Regions from separate parts of the Sus scrofa genome. Here regions 1 and 3 are each linked to region 2. The links are chromatin contacts, called in public HiChIP or PLAC-seq and promoter capture Hi-C maps. All regions are on one chromosome and are shown on one strand. The core of a region is the stretch at or near the end of the contact, and the rest is flanking DNA. Distances in the headings are between cores, read along the strand shown. Region 1 holds the start of FST (follistatin). Region 2 holds the start of MOCS2 (molybdenum cofactor synthesis 2). Region 3 holds the start of NDUFS4 (NADH dehydrogenase [ubiquinone] iron-sulfur protein 4, mitochondrial).

What was found. Promoter capture Hi-C pulls out the DNA fragments that hold promoters and counts their contacts. HiChIP or PLAC-seq counts read pairs in DNA pulled down with a chosen protein or histone mark.
Region 1: a contact with region 2 is called in a promoter capture Hi-C map of fetal skeletal muscle, with 4 times the contacts expected there. The contact joins the promoter of FST here to the promoter of MOCS2 in region 2. A contact is called at or near these places in 2 of 5 promoter capture datasets (fetal skeletal muscle and liver), 9 of 47 Hi-C or Micro-C datasets (embryonic fibroblasts, epiblast stem cells, fetal skeletal muscle and 5 more) and 1 of 2 datasets of contacts at active chromatin or transcription factors (skeletal muscle).
Region 3: an H3K27ac HiChIP or PLAC-seq map of alveolar macrophages shows a contact between it and region 2. The contact joins the promoter of NDUFS4 here to the promoter of MOCS2 in region 2. A contact is called at or near these places in 2 of 5 promoter capture datasets (fetal liver and liver), 1 of 47 Hi-C or Micro-C datasets (skeletal muscle) and 2 of 2 datasets of contacts at active chromatin or transcription factors (alveolar macrophages and skeletal muscle).

What each region holds. Positions count from the first base shown.
Region 1 is chr16:32,804,985-32,807,684 of Sscrofa11.1, reverse strand. FST (follistatin) reads right to left here and starts at 1,344. Exons shown (of 7, transcript NM_001003662.1): 1 at 1,255-1,344. The coding sequence starts at 1,339.
Region 2 is chr16:32,460,889-32,463,588 of Sscrofa11.1, reverse strand. It overlaps MOCS2 (molybdenum cofactor synthesis 2), which reads left to right and starts at 1,298. Exons shown (of 7, transcript NM_001244725.1): 1 at 1,298-1,340; 2 at 2,317-2,438.
Region 3 is chr16:32,873,026-32,875,725 of Sscrofa11.1, reverse strand. NDUFS4 (NADH dehydrogenase [ubiquinone] iron-sulfur protein 4, mitochondrial) reads right to left here and starts at 1,308. Exons shown (of 6, transcript XM_021077055.1): 1 at 1,160-1,308. The coding sequence starts at 1,257.

The DNA.
Region 1 (2,700 bases), core at 95-2,594, 340 kb before region 2:
GGCCTCAAGGCGCAGCCCTCCCGACGGTCCCGTTTTGCAATCCGCCAGATCCAGAGGACGCCCGCGGCCACCGCGATCTTTCGAAATCTCCGAGGGCTGCTTTCCCCGGCGCCCACGTCCCCGGCACCTAGGCAGCGCCTCGCCCCGAAAGGCGGGCAACTCAGAGTGGTGCGTTGCAGACCGCGAGGGGCAGTGCCCGGTGGCCAGTTTACAACACACATAAAATGTTAATGCTAAAGCCAGGAAAGTTACAAGTCCGTCTCAAGAAGAGTGTAGGGGGAAAAAACCCAACCAACCAAGTAAATAATAATAATAAAGGGGGGAGGGGCTTCCACCGTCTCATGGTAATACATATCTCATACCTACCAAGAAATCTTTGCAAGTAATTCCCCCCCCCCTCCTCCTTTTTAATGTTCGGATTTGGTCAGAAAGACCTCTCGGGAATCATCCCTATAATCTTAACAATATATTGAACAGCAAGCTGCTTTTATGATTTTAAAAAAGTCTGCCCAAAGACTAGCAGAAATAAATAAATCTAATTAAAAAAATACTTTGCTCTTACTGCATCTCAGAATTTAAATCAATTGTGGGCTTTTCACTGTTCTACAGAAAGTTAACATGAGGAATGAGGCAAAGAAAAAAAATTGTAAACTACTGAAAACAGTCAGGGGTATTTTTTTTTTTTTTTTTTTTTTTGCGGGTTTGGGGGAGGGTGTTGGAAGAAGCATCCACTAGGCAGAAAGCTACTTCCCTCTAAAATTTTCGGCACCCACATTTCCAAGTTTGGGCAAAGTTTCTGAAACCACGTCCCTCAGCCACCGAAGAAATTTCAGTATCCCCCTCCCCAATGCAGTCATTTTTTAAAGTATCCAAAAGATGTAGGAGGTAGAGAGGTAGACTGTAAGTGGGTCGACAGAAATCTCCAGGCTACTGATGCTTTTCCCCTTCTTCAGAGCCAAACAGGGGAGATAACATCTAAACTCATTATGTCCAGAACTTGGAGCATCTAACCCTAACTACTGAGACAGACTCCAGCTCACTCCCTTTCCTTTTAAAGGATCGCCCCGCTCCAAACTCGGCTCCCAGTCCTAAAGTGTCACTGCCTTCAATTTTCCCACTCCTCTCCATCCCGGACTTCCTAAGTTGGTCCAACATCTAAGAGCAGCGCGGCTCAGAACAGACCCAGTGGAGACGACTGAAAAGTACAAACCCCTGTCGCCTGCCGAGCCTCCCAGCGCATCCCCCTTCTCTTACCCTGGGCGCTGCGGTCCTCCATGAACTGGCAGAGCAGCAGCAGCAGGAGGCATAGCCCGCCGGGCTGGTGCTTGGGACGGACCATTCTGGGGTCAGGCGCGGGACGAGGAGCGCGACGGTGCGGGGAGCAGGCGCGGCGGCGAGTGGTTCCGGCGAGCGGCGCGCGTCGCAGAGGCGAGCGGCGGAGGGCGCAGCGATCCCGGCGCAACCCCGCGCTCGCCGCCGGCCGCCCGCGCGATTCAATGGACGTCAGAAGCCGGGCGCAGCCGCGCTTTAAATCTAGACGGGGGTCTCCGCGGTTTGCGGTGGGCGGTCTCCCAGTGTGTGGGGCAGTGGGAGGGCGGCCTCGAGCGAGGGTGTGCGCGGCTCCTTGGGGGTGGGGAGCTTTTAAAAGTTCAGTGTGAATCAGGTGACATTTCCCACCTTCTGGAAACCCTTCCCAATTATCTGGTGGAGGTGCCCGAAATCAAAGCGGCAGGAGGGTATCGCCGAGTTCTTATTTGCGTAGGAGCGAGAGGGAGGGGGCAGGCGACCGGGACGGGAGGGGGGTGAGGGCGACGCTTCGGGGGTGGGGAGTGGGGAAGAACACCCACTTCAAGTCCTGCACGCCGCCGCTCGCAGGCAGCGCCGGCGCGCCTGGGACGGCGTGTGTGTGTGTGTGTGTGTGTGTGTGTGTTCGTTCATGGTGGTGTGTGAGTGTGTGCGTTGGGGGGGGGCATGGTGGGCTGGGGGTGGCGGCTGGCGGAGCAGAGCGGGGCGGGAATTGGTCTTCGCATCGCCGCTCCGCTCCAAGAAGACTTTTGCAAATGCCCGGCGATCCCCGAGCTGCTGAAACACCCCACTCCGGGTCTGTCGCTGGTGTTTAGGCCCCTGTAACCTAGCGCGGGACACCGCGATGTTTTGTGTCTGGGTCTGCGCGTGCCGAGTTCTTCGGCCACCTCGAGCCAGAGTTGTGGCTGGGAATCCCAGCCCCGGCACCTTCCACCCCGGCTGAGCCCGCCGAGACGCAGCCCTCGGTCTCGACGAGTCAGAAGCAAACAAAAATGTTTAACACCTCAGGCCCGGTCTCCCCCCAGTCTCAGTCTCACCCTCTCCATTTCTTTTCTACCCTTTCACTCCGCCGCGTATGGAGTTGGAGCCCGGAGCTGGGGCGCCGACGTAGGCGGTCTGCTGCTCCCCCCCACCCCCCGCCCCGGCTCCGAGACTCCCCAGTTTCTGTCCTGTATGTCTCGGTCTGTCTCCCAGTCTCCTTCTCGGCCTCTCTCTCTCTCTCTGTCTCTCTCGGTTCGCGGAATAAAAAAGATTGCAACATCGATAATGAACTTCTGTAGCCTCAGTTTATTAAGCACAGTGGCTGGCATTCTTCGCTGAAAGTTGGCGGGTCTCTCATTTATAACATTTTTGGCACCGCTGAATGAAACTGAGGAGGCGATATTTCCTTTTATA
Region 2 (2,700 bases), core at 49-2,548:
TTTTTGTTGTGTATTTAAATGGATTAAAATCTCACCTCCAGCTTTTTTTTTTTTTAACCATTAAGTTCCTTAGGACTGAGTTTTAAAGTTTGATTAACGCTCTCAATTGACTGGATTTTTACCCAGGGAGATTTTTAAAGAAGGGCTTTTCATTATTGTATTTTTTTGAACTTTTGCAGATTTAGGAGTGTCAAGCATTGGCCTTTATCAACACTAGTTTGGCTGTATGTAATATTTTGGATCATGAGTTTGTGCTCAGCATTTTTTAGATATTGCACCTCACCATCCTCTGGCATAAGATGTCTCAGACAAGTCTAAGCTCAGTGTTAACATTCGTTTGTTTTACTACCTGGATGTGAACATGTCTTTATTCTTGATGTTTAGCAATTTTTTCCAGAATATACGTTGGTATTTCTCCTGCCATGGGCTACAACTTGATATTTCCAGCCTCATATCCAACTACTTCCTTACACGCCACCCTGCCTCATTATGCTAGTTTATATGCCTCTGGCTTGGTACAGGGTACCTCCCTCTCCCACTCTGCTCTTGGCTGCTGCTCATTACAGCAGATTTAGCTCAAGCATTTCCCTCCAAGAGGACTTGCTGGAGAACACTCCTCAGGTGATGGTTCACTCTCCCCCTCCACGAACATGTACCCCTAGTGTTACATTTGGTGTACTGAGTTACCATCGCTGGCTTATGACTATCTCACCTCCAGAACTGTGAGCTCCAAGGGCCGCCAATTTATATCCACATAACTACGTAATTTAAAAGAGGTCTTGGTAAAAAGTTGGAGACGTTAGATGTAGTGTGCGGACAAATTAAGCAGCTAGTAAACAGGAAAAGTGTAAATTTGATACAGTTCGAATGTCAAGATACGCTGAATGCTTTAAGTCTTTATGAAACAGTAATCATAAACCAGAAGGCAGAGTAGATATAAAACATCAGAACCCTACAGGTGAGTGAACTGAAAAGCCGAACTTGCTTAACTCATTTAGCAGGTATCTACGAAAGTTCGGGGGCTGCTCTCTCGCACCTCGGACTCTCGTCCTATGAGAAAGGCATGAGTTGTCAGCTCTTTTCCCACTTAGCGACACGCATAGCTTTCGCTCAGCACCACTGCCCATCCACAAGAGAACGGATACCAAGCATTTCGCTGGGCGGTCGGCGGCACCAGCGCCACGGGGAGGACAGCGGGGCGGAGCTAGCTCTGCGCATGCCCTGCTAGAGCGGAAGGGGTCAGCAGGTTGCGCCTGCGCACTCTGTAGACTAGGCGCCTCCGCCTCCGCGGCCAGGGTACCAGGCGAGGGTTTCTTGGCGGAATGGTGCCACGGTGCCAGGTAAGGGTGGAGAGCACTTTGAGAAGTGTCTTTCCTTGCTCCTCCCCTCCACAGACCTGGCCCTGCTCAGCCAGACCCCGGCGACTGCCACCGCCGCACTGGCCCCTCCTGGCTTCAGAGGCTTTGTTCTGGCCTTCTCAAGGAAGGTCAAGTCCATTGCGCGAACTCTTGTTGCGTGACGGTGTGGAAGACCAGCTGGTTTCTAAAGGCACCAGCTATCTTTGCCCTTCCTTGTCAGATTGTTCGTTTTTAAGAAATCGAATTTTCAATTAAAAAAGAAATGCACTTAACTAAGCCTTCTATGATGAAATCTGTGTTTTTGCCAACCCTCTGATTATTTGGTAGAGAATAATTTGCTCTGAGTGACAGGTGGGTTATTTTATGTGGTCGGATCCCTTAGATATATCAGGCTGCTTGCATAGGTTTGTCCTAGAAAATAACCAGTTAATCCTGTATTTCAGACCCATCTGCTTTTGTAAATATCAGGGTTTGTATGTTGCATAACTTAATCCTGAACAGCTGGGTTCAGTGTAATGTAGACTGGAATCAAAGGTCACATGACAACCATGAAATATATATCTTGCACTTATTTGGTTACTTATTTTGTGTAATTCATCTAGACTCAGACATTTGTTCATTGCTTAAGTATTTATAAAAGGTGCTGTAATTTTATGTCAGTTAAAGACCTAACTTCATGGTTTCTAAGAAGATATTGTTAGGATTTTAGTTGTGGCACACATACATTTATAGAACTAAAAAGCATCTGGAAATTAGAATTTTACTAAAAACAAAAATTTTTCAAAATTTGAACTTGTAGATATACTGAAATTTTTGTGGGCACTTAATTTTCTCTAACTTATATAAAGTCTATTTGGTTAAAGTAGTAAATAAAACAAACAAACAGAAAAAACCAGTCATGGACAGCTAGGAAAGAACTACGAGTTGTTATAGTTAAAAATATTTTCTTTCTTTTCAGGTTGAAGTGTTGTATTTTGCAAAAAGTGCTGAAATAGCAGGAATTCGCTCAGAGACCATTTCTGTGCCACAAGAAATAAAAGCATTGCAGCTGTGGAATGAGATAGAAACTCGCCATCCTGGGTAGTTAAAATTTTATAGAATGTATATGATTAGCACTTTTAAAATTTAAAAATGTGTGAGTAAATGATAAAAGTAAATTTTGATTTCCATGCTTAATGTCAAGAGGATCATTAGTTGTATTTTTCTGGAGTTACTTTTGAAAAGTTAAGTTCTAATATTTAAAAACACAAGATTTCTTCAGAAAGTTTAAAGATATTTTACTGAAAAAACATAGTGAGTTGGAATACTCCCAAAAGGACATGATTATATTTGTTTTTAAAAT
Region 3 (2,700 bases), core at 59-2,558, 410 kb before region 2:
ATCTTAGCATTCTTTTCAACAACCCTATAGTATGTATATCTCTATTACTGCCTGCAAGACTTTATTCATAAACCACTGATCCCATCCAGGACATCATTTTTCCCACCCATCTTCCACTATTTAAAACGCTAATGAAACTTACCTCCAAAAATCCTCTGTAATTAACTCTCTAGTCCTTTCTGTATTACCTCTACAGTTAACATAACACTAAACTAACTAGCATTTCACTGGACCCTCTTTGCAACATTTAACCACTCCCATCCCTCCCTTCACAGCTGTCCACGCAGTCCATCGCTGTTCTAAGCACATATGCGGAAAAGGTGCACTATAAACCTTGGTTTATATTTATACTTTTAAGCTGTAAAAGCAGCAATGAAAAAATAATTCTTCGCAAATAAAACTGCTAGAATGTGTGTGTGTACGTGCGCGCAACGGCGCACACGCTGCTGTGTAGGTACTATAATAAAGACAGAAAAGTTAGGAAAATAAGGAAATAAAGGATTAAGTAATGCAGTTGAAAAAGAAATCACCTTCAAAATGCTTCAAGGCAAATAAATGAGCAACAATCTCTGAATTACGATGGGGCCTTTAAAAATTCTGAATGGGAAACCTCTCAGCCTTTTAAAAATTACCTTCCAGTAATAGCAGCGATAGTTTTACTAACGTTGAATTCCAACTAAGTTTTCTTCCCAAGTAGCCTGATAAATAAAGCAATCTTTAGTTCAGAAACCTAATCAATACCACTTAAAGGCGTGTAAGGGAGGGTGATTTAACCCTCCCGTAAAAACTGAAGTGATGGGCAAACAGGTGAAAAATGGAGGCGTGCGGAAAGTGGGAGAAAAATGAGTGAGACTCCGCCCCTTCTCTGGGGGCTAGGGCTCAGCTTGCAGCTCCGGAGACAATTCCATCCCCACAGCAACAATCCAAAAGTTTCCCAGAAAGCAGAGGTCCTCCTCCCCCTACTCTTCGCAGTTACACCCTCACTCGCCAGGTCAAGCGCCCCTAGATCGCAGCTTGTCCCAAATCCAAACGCGCTCTACCAGGGAAAGGGTCAGCAGAGGACGTTTTCCCCGAGGCCTTCTCCAGGACCCAGCCAGCAGAGACCTCCGCAAAACTGGAGAGACCCGAGAAGCTGGAAGAAGTTTCACAATCCTGTTACCTGGTCGGAACCTTGGAAACAGAAACGGCACCTACAGCCGCTGCCCTTCTCCCCCACAACGCTTGCTTCAGCGCCACTGACATTGACACCGCCGCCATCTTGCTGCAGGCAAACACCAGGACGGATCACCGCAAGGGACAAACTTCCTTCGTTTTCAAGTCGGTGAAACCGTAATGCAACCAAGTGGGATTTTTTGGGTTTATTTTATTCCTGCTTGGTGTTTCGCTAAATACTGGAGTTTGGAAAAGAGGTGAAAGATCTGGTTAAAAGCGATTAGAAGGCAAATGGGCGGAAAAAAAATGAAGAAGTGCATTAAGTGTAAATATCACCTCTATAAAGTAAAATCCTTGTTGTTAGGGCTGGTTATGTACTGGATAATTTAGAGACCAAAAGAAGACGCTTGAAAATTTAAACACCTGCAACTCATAATTTTTTCAAAGGACTCAGAATATTTAGGGCCGAGCCTTCTGGAAGAGCCAGAGGGTTTACTGGGTTCTTGAGAACCTAAAATAGTACTTTTCCAAAGTGTTGCCAGGTTAAGTTTGCAAGCCCCCAGGTTAGAGCTGTATTCAGTTTGATGCTCAGTAGTTGATAGTTGTAATGATCATATTTTCCAAATGAAAAATCTGGCACACGACCTGGCAAAGGATTTTTTTTTTTTTTTGACGTGTCAGTATATATAAAAAAAAAAACTAATGGAAATATTTTTATCACTCATTTCCCAGTAAATCCTAAATGTATGATCAAAATCCACAGTCACCATACATTAAAAAAAAAATTATTTTCTGAGGTTAGTGTTGGAAATATGTTTGTATTGTGAGCTACTGTTAAGAACAATGATTAACTGTGGATTGTAAAACAAAAAGCAGGTGAGTTTGTGGGAGTTGAGACTTGTTTTTCTTTTCACACTGCACCTGCGGCCTATGGAAGTTCCCAGGATAGAGGTGGAATCAGAACTGCAGCTGAGGCCTATGCCAAGCCTCCACAACCTCAGATCCTTAACCCACTAAGCAAAGTCAGAGATAGAACCTGCAGCCACACAGAGACAATTTTGGGTCCTTAACCTGCTGAGCCACAAGGAGAACTCTGAGGCTTTGTTTAAAAACTAGGACATTGGTACTGTTAAAATTAAGCAAATGAAAACATAACCTTTATTGAAAGAATAGGATTAACAGGAGGATGGGGAATGACTTGGTTTTGCATTATGGCCATTTAAAAAAAAAAAAAAAAACTCAATACATAAGGAAAAAGGGGAAAGAAAGAAATTAAGCACCATAGAATCTAAGACCAAAGAGAAAGAAAGCAAAGCCATGTCCAGGGAAAGAGGAAATGCACAGAAAAATGAGGGATGAAATGGCTTAGAAGGAATTTTCTTTTAATATTTTATTTTGAAATAGATTTCATAGGAAGTTGCAAAAAACAGTACAGAGAGCTAGTGTGTACTCTTCACCCAGTTCCCTGCATTGATCACATCTTACGTAACTGGTGTACGGTAACTAAGCCAGGAAACTGATGTTGATATAAACTGTTTGTATGGTCCT